2 separate regions of the Mus musculus genome follow, and region 2 is linked to region 1. The links are chromatin contacts, called in public HiChIP or PLAC-seq maps. All regions are on one chromosome and are shown on one strand. Each heading gives the region's core, a stretch centred on a gene start, on an enhancer-like site or on the middle of the called end of the contact. The rest is flanking DNA. Distances are from core to core; before and after follow the strand shown.

Region 1 (3,166 bases), core at 474-2,973:
ATTTCTGTGGGTCCTTGCCCTCTGAGCCCTGTCCACCCTCAGCAATGGCTGGCTATGAGATGTTTTTTCTGTCATTTGACATCTTTCCTCCAACTCTAAACTAGACTCCGGAGTCCACGCTAAACTTGTAGAGGAAGCACAGGGCTGTTCACTCTGCTTTGTGCCTGTTCTGCTCATTTGTTTTTCCCAGTTTCCATTTTGGAGTTTGAGTTAAGAGGGTTGAATTATCCATGCTTCATAGTTTATACGCTGATAGCGTAAGTGTCTATAGTCCTTTCCTTTTTACTTATACATATTTATACATATTTATTTATGCCCTATTTCCACCTTTTCTGTGTTGCCATCTTTCTGATATATTTAATGTCTCTGCTTTTTGTTTATTTGTTTGTTTGGTTTGGTTTTTCGAGACAGGGTTTCTCTGTGTAGCCTTGGCTGTCCTAGAACTCACTCTGTAGACCAGGCTGGCCTTGAACTCAGAAATCCGCCTGCCTCTGCCTCCCAAGTGCTGGGACAAAAAGCATGGACCACCACTGCCGAGCTTTGGTTTTCTTGTTTTGACTATGTAGCCCTGGCTGGCCTCTAACTCAAAGAGATCTTCTGGCTTCTGCCTCCCAAGGCAGGGATTAAAGGCGAGTGCCACTACACTTAGCTCTTTCATAATTTTAAAATATTTTCTTATTATTGTGTATGGAAGCCAGAGGACAACCTTGCAGACTCTGTCTTCTCACCTTTCACTTTTTATACAGGTCCCAGGGATTGAACCTGAGCCTTAGGCTTATTCCGCTAGAGCTTTTATTGACTGAACCATTTCTCTAGCACATCTTTTGTAATTTAAAAAAAAAAAAAAGAAGAAGAAGCAAAAAACGGCCGGGCAGTGGTGGCGCACGCCTTTAGTCCCACCACTTGGGAGGCAGAGGCAAGCGGATTTCTGAGAACGAGGCCGGCCTGATCTACAGAGTGAGTTCCAGGATAGCCAGGGCTACACAGAGATACCCTGTCTTGAAAAAACCAAAAAAAAAAAAAAAAAAAAGCGCAAAACAACCTTCCAACCCAAACTACATATATATATTGCGTATTAACGGAGGCAGGAAAGATTGCTCCGTGGTTAAGAGTATTGGCTGCTTTTCAAGAGACTTGAGTTTGATTCCTAGCCCCTATATAGCGGTTCACAATCGTCTATCTCTAGTTCCAGGAAATCGGTTGCTCTATTTTGGCTTCTTTGGTGCTGCACACACATGGTACACATACTTGCCGGCAAAACACCTATTTACATAAAAGAAAGTAGATATATAATTATATAATAATATAGATACTATATATAATATCATGGGGCTTGTGTACTTGAGTGGATCAGCCCCAGAGGCAAAAAGTCATCCTATTTTTACAGGCATTTGTGAGCCTCCGTAAGTATGCACAAATTTATCACTTATGTTTTCTGAGACATGGGCTCATGAAACTTGAGCTGATCTCGAACTCGAAGCCCTCTTGCCTCTGCCTGCCAAGTGCAGAGATTTCCCGGCGTAGTATACCACGCCTGGCTTCTTTGTAATTTTTAATTCCTCCTTCAGGATTCCACACGTAAGAGCACGTCACTGACTTCCAGCCAATCCCAAGGCCGGGGTTGGGTAGGAGAATGAACGCGCACGCCTCTCTGCGCAACGCTGGCCAGGCCGGAAGTGACGTACGTATCTTATAAAACTCGCCAGCCGCCGGTGGGCGGGTTCAGAAGGCTGGCGAGCAGCTAGCATGGCAGATGAGGAGGAAGACCCCACCGTGAGTGAGCGCCTGTCTCAGCCTGGTTCCTCACTCCTTTCGGATCACTAGCGGAGGCAGAGTCTGACCCGCTTGTGCCTTAGGGATTCCCGCCGAGAGTCCGGGGGCTCCGCGGTGTTTTCCTTTTTTGGTTTACCTTAGTCAGTGCGTGGGACAAGACGGGAAGGAAGAGTAGAAAGGGTCTCTCTTTGACCTGGATCTTCCCGACACTAAGACATCTAGAGGGTCATAGGAGATCAAAGCTGATTAAAGCGGAACCAGCAGCCCAGATGCTGACAAAACTAGTGAAGATAGCGGAGAAACGATGAACTAAAGACAGGAAGCTTGGGATCCAAATTCTCCTTTGGCATCGGTTTTCTTGTGAGGTAGAGTCCAGCCCAGTTAAGGAAAGTTCTTAGCCCTTTATCAGTTGCTTCCGATGACAGCAGAGAGTAGATTTTAAACTACCAGGTTTTTACAGTAGTCTTGCTTAGCAGTGTGACAACTAAATTGGCTAAAACCAAACCCAGAACCTGAGGTCGTTAGAACTTTACACACGCACGGTTGTAAGGTTGTTAGCAGCCGTAATAAAAGCCTTCTTGCACGACTTGAGAATTGGACTAGGGCTTATGAGCCCTTTGGTGCTAAATTTTCGTGGTTTTGTGCAGTTTGCTTTAGCTTCTCACTTTCGAAAATGAAAAAGGGTCACTGGGCGTGGTGGCGCACACCTTTAATCCCAGCACTCAGGAGCAGAGGCAAGCGGATCTCCGTGAGTTCAGGCAGACACGGGCACATAGTGAGACCACTTTGTCTCAAAAAAAAAAAAAAAAAAAGTGTAGAGAGATAGCTTTAGTGCTTAGGAGCATTTGCTGTCACATCTGGCAACCTACAGCGATTAGACCTAGTTTGGCCTCTATGGGCAACAGCAGGCACATTTATGTAGGCACACAATACACATAAATAATAAATGCCTTTAAAAAAAAAGATGAAAAGAGTGCAGGAGGTGTAGCTCAGTGGTCAAGCATCTGTTTAGCATCGTGAGCTCGTGGGTTCAATTCACAGCACTCCACAAAGAGGGCGAGCAGGAGGAGACTCGAGGGAATATCACGTGCACTGCAATCATTTGCCATGTCCGTGTTTTAAAATTTCTAGTTTGAGGAGGAGAATGAAGAAATTGGAGGAGGAGCGGAAGGTGGCCAGGGGAAGAGAAAGAGACTTTTCTCGAAAGAATGTAAGTTGTACTTTCTAGTGTTTTTATTACAGGTGGTGAAAGCTTTTGAACATGTCTTTTCAGAGTATATTGTTCTGCATATGTTTGTTTATAGGGACAGTGTTCTCAGAGTTGCCTATAAGGTTGCCTGTTTTTATTCTTGGTGTTTGTTTGTTTGTTTGTTTGTTTTAAAGATAGGCTCTG
Region 2 (3,157 bases), core at 18-2,517, 470 kb after region 1:
GGACTGTGATTAGGATGTGTAAGCTAAATGAACCCTTTCCTCTCCAAGTAGTTTTGGGTCAGTGTTTTATCAGAGCAACTAACAACAAACTGGAAAGAGAGGAATGGGGATTTCATAATGAAACCTATAAGCTAATAAAAGCATTTAAAAATAAGGCAATCCATTTCTTTAAGGTTTATTATCAGCAATGCTTGCTTTGCGTGCTCATTTTTATGTACCCATATATGCTGAGTCGTATAAAAATGTCTCAGCTGAAAGTGACTGTAAGTGGAAAAAGTGGAAGAAGTCCAGGCGCATTTGGGGAATCATCTCATCTCCATTTGGTTCTTGCTTTCTGGCCCCCTTCACAGTCTCCTGTTCAGTGGGTGCAGAAGACTAGGGAACGAGTCTGTTTTAGCATCTCTGTGATTGTATCAGCCCCATCAAATGAACTGGTGTTCTCCTTCCTGGGAACACTCAACACTAATTCCATAAACAAAGAAAGACCTTTTGTCAGAAAAGGCTGTTTTCTCCAAACCAACCTTGAACTCCAGGGCTTTTGTGAAAGGATTTATTGTTTATTCTTAGAGGTACGCATGCATGTCTGTGTAGAGGCTCGAGCACTTGAACGCCCCCCAGCGGCCAGAAGAGAGAGTCAGATCCCCTGGGGTAGGAGTTGTGAGCTGCCAGATGTGAATGCTGGACAACAAACTTAGGTCCTTTGCAAGAGCAGCAGGAAGTCTTCACTGCTGGACTGTCTCTCCAGCCCCTGAACTCCAAATCTTAGCAAACTGTATTGATTTGTTGAATGAGAGTCAGATGATTCTTTTAAAAGTTAAATTGATATAAAGAAACGATTTAAACGAAACTGAACAGAGGCAAAACGGCACTCATCACACCAGCCCCTATTCTATGAATGGGTTTTATAGCTAAATTGGCACAAACCAGTCTCATGATACGTTGCTCAGCTAGATACCTTCAAAGCGTCTTTAAAATCAGTGTCTCCTTCATCATCACCAGTACAGGACTCTCAGGTACTTTATTTTTTCTTTTTACATATCTTTTTGATTAAAATATTCAGTTAATAATAAAATAGCTTCGGTAGCAGTCCTTAGACAAGGACACTATTTCCTGTGTCACTCCACTCCAGTCAGAATTCTGAAATACTCAGCAGGAGGTGACCTAAGAGCGACAGGATGGGGTTAGGGTCCCAGCTGGAGTCCTGGCCCTGCTTCTGATGGCTGAATGAGCCAGTGAGAGCTTCCTTGAGCTCATTCTGTTCTGCAAAATGAAGGAAATCGTCTAGACCAGTGCTGTCCAGTAGGGCCTTGTGCAACGATGGGAGAAGTCTCTGCTCTGTAGACGACAGCAGTCACTGGTCACCTGAAGCGTGGCTGATGTGACAAAGGAATTGCATTGACATTTTTACCGCATTCTAGTTCATGTAGCCAATGATCACCCTGCCAGACTGCAGAGGCCCAGACTCAATCACTCACTCAGTCAGCAAGCATCTGAGTTTCTTCTAAGCATCACACAGGATGAAGGTAGGCAAGGTGGGTCACTATGATGTCTTTGTCATTAAGGAATTAGCATTGAGGAAGACTAAATAAGTTCTTGCTAATTATATGCAAAACCTACCATCTACTCAAAGAAGAGAGCAGTGACCAGAGGCACATCTTATCTATGTTCTAAGATTATATTTATTAAACAGCTTATATATATTTCCATCCCGCTTTTTAGCAACTCTGTTTATTAGCACAGGTCTATCACCCAGATATAGGACTCTCTAACTGGTACCATGAGCACTCTCATTCTTGATGGCTGATTGGTTAACTCATTCATTCAATATGTTGTATTTTCTTATATACCAAGGAGGAACACGTGAAAATGAATTTGAACATCTGAAAAAGGATCTCAGAGTTCCACAGTGAAATACAGAATTTATTTATTTTCTCAGGAAATGGCATACCAGGTGAAAGGATCATTTTGGAAATATTGTGAGATGATGATATTTCATATTTGAACTACCTATAGCCATTTCAGCAGCACTGTCCTGTATTAAGAGTACAGAAGTAGAAATGAAAGAATTTGCATGTTTTCCCATTAAAAACCACTGATGAGGGGCTGGGGAGATGGTTCGGTGGCTAAGAGTGTTTATTGCTCTGTCAGAAGATGGGAGTTCAGATCCTAGCAACCACATCAAGGGACTCAGAAACATCTCTAGCTCCAGCTCCAAAGAATCTGATGCTCCTTCCTGGTCTCCTTGGGTGCTCTGGACCGACATGTGTCTATGTACACTGACAGTCATACATACCCACCCACACACATATACATGTAGATTTTAAAGAACTCAGCTCATAAACTCTGTAACTGAGTACATATAGAAAAAAAATCGAGGAGATACTTCTCAGAAAAGACTCTATTTTATACAGTGCTTGGACATAAATATTTCCTGGTTTTCAAATTGTTTTTCTCTTTCCTGCTAGAAATGTCTAGTGAAAAAAAATCAAGTACGGTATTTTTTTCTGTGTTCGATATTTTCTTTCACGTAAAAATGAATGTGGTGTCCCTTCACATTGACTAGATACATACACTTCTACCTCCTTCCTTTTTTTTTTTTTAGTTGACCAGAATATTACTTTGAAATCCATTAGAGGGTTTAAAGTAACCAAGTGCAGGGTTTCCTCAGAGCATGAGTGTAGAGCAAAGGAAAGACATTTAGAGACCACCCTGCAGAGGTCCCCACAGGAGGCAGCAGTTCCTTCCCTATAAACCGAAGACTTAGGAGGATGTGTGCTGAGTGAGACCTTGAGCCTTGAAGGAAGTGTGAGATCTACAAAGGCAAGGAAGGAAGCAAGGCCATTTCTGAGACAGGAAAACATGAAGTTAGAGAGGAATTGAAGTTAAAATAAACTGCAAAACTAGAGGAAAAGAAGATGGAGAATATAGATTGTGGTCACATCCTGGGTTTCCAGTGCCAGGCTTGGGGAGTCTAGACTTTATTCGTAATCTTTAAAGCATTTGAACAAAGAGGTGAGCAGAGCACAGCTGTTCATTGAGGATATTAATCTGAGACCAGAGATGCAGATGGTGGAGGACTCGCTTAGTGCACAGAGCCTGAGGGGAGAGGTCTATCCTGTAGATGGTTGCTTATAACCCCAGAGTTTGAGAGGTGGAG

Evidence for each region. HiChIP or PLAC-seq counts read pairs in DNA pulled down with a chosen protein or histone mark.
Region 2: an H3K27ac HiChIP or PLAC-seq map of microglia shows a contact between it and region 1, with 4 times the contacts expected there. The contact joins the enhancer-like site here to the promoter of Taf13 in region 1. A contact is called at or near these places in 3 of 39 promoter capture datasets (liver, pre-B cells and stem cell-derived epiblast-like cells) and 1 of 115 datasets of contacts at active chromatin or transcription factors (microglia).

Annotation. Positions count from the first base shown.
Region 1 is chr3:108,569,976-108,573,141 of GRCm38.p6, forward strand. Taf13 (TATA-box binding protein associated factor 13) reads left to right here and starts at 1,724. Exons shown (of 4, transcript NM_025444.2): 1 at 1,724-1,773; 2 at 2,905-2,983. The coding sequence starts at 1,747.
Region 2 is chr3:109,042,349-109,045,505 of GRCm38.p6, forward strand. No RefSeq gene overlaps it. Among named protein-coding and RNA genes, the nearest start is that of Gm36778, 12 kb to the right of the region's middle. Within about 2 kb of position 1,268, at least 3 of the 459 cell types and tissues checked have an H3K27ac peak or open chromatin away from gene starts, as enhancers often do. A contact at or near this core is called in microglia, where this site is marked.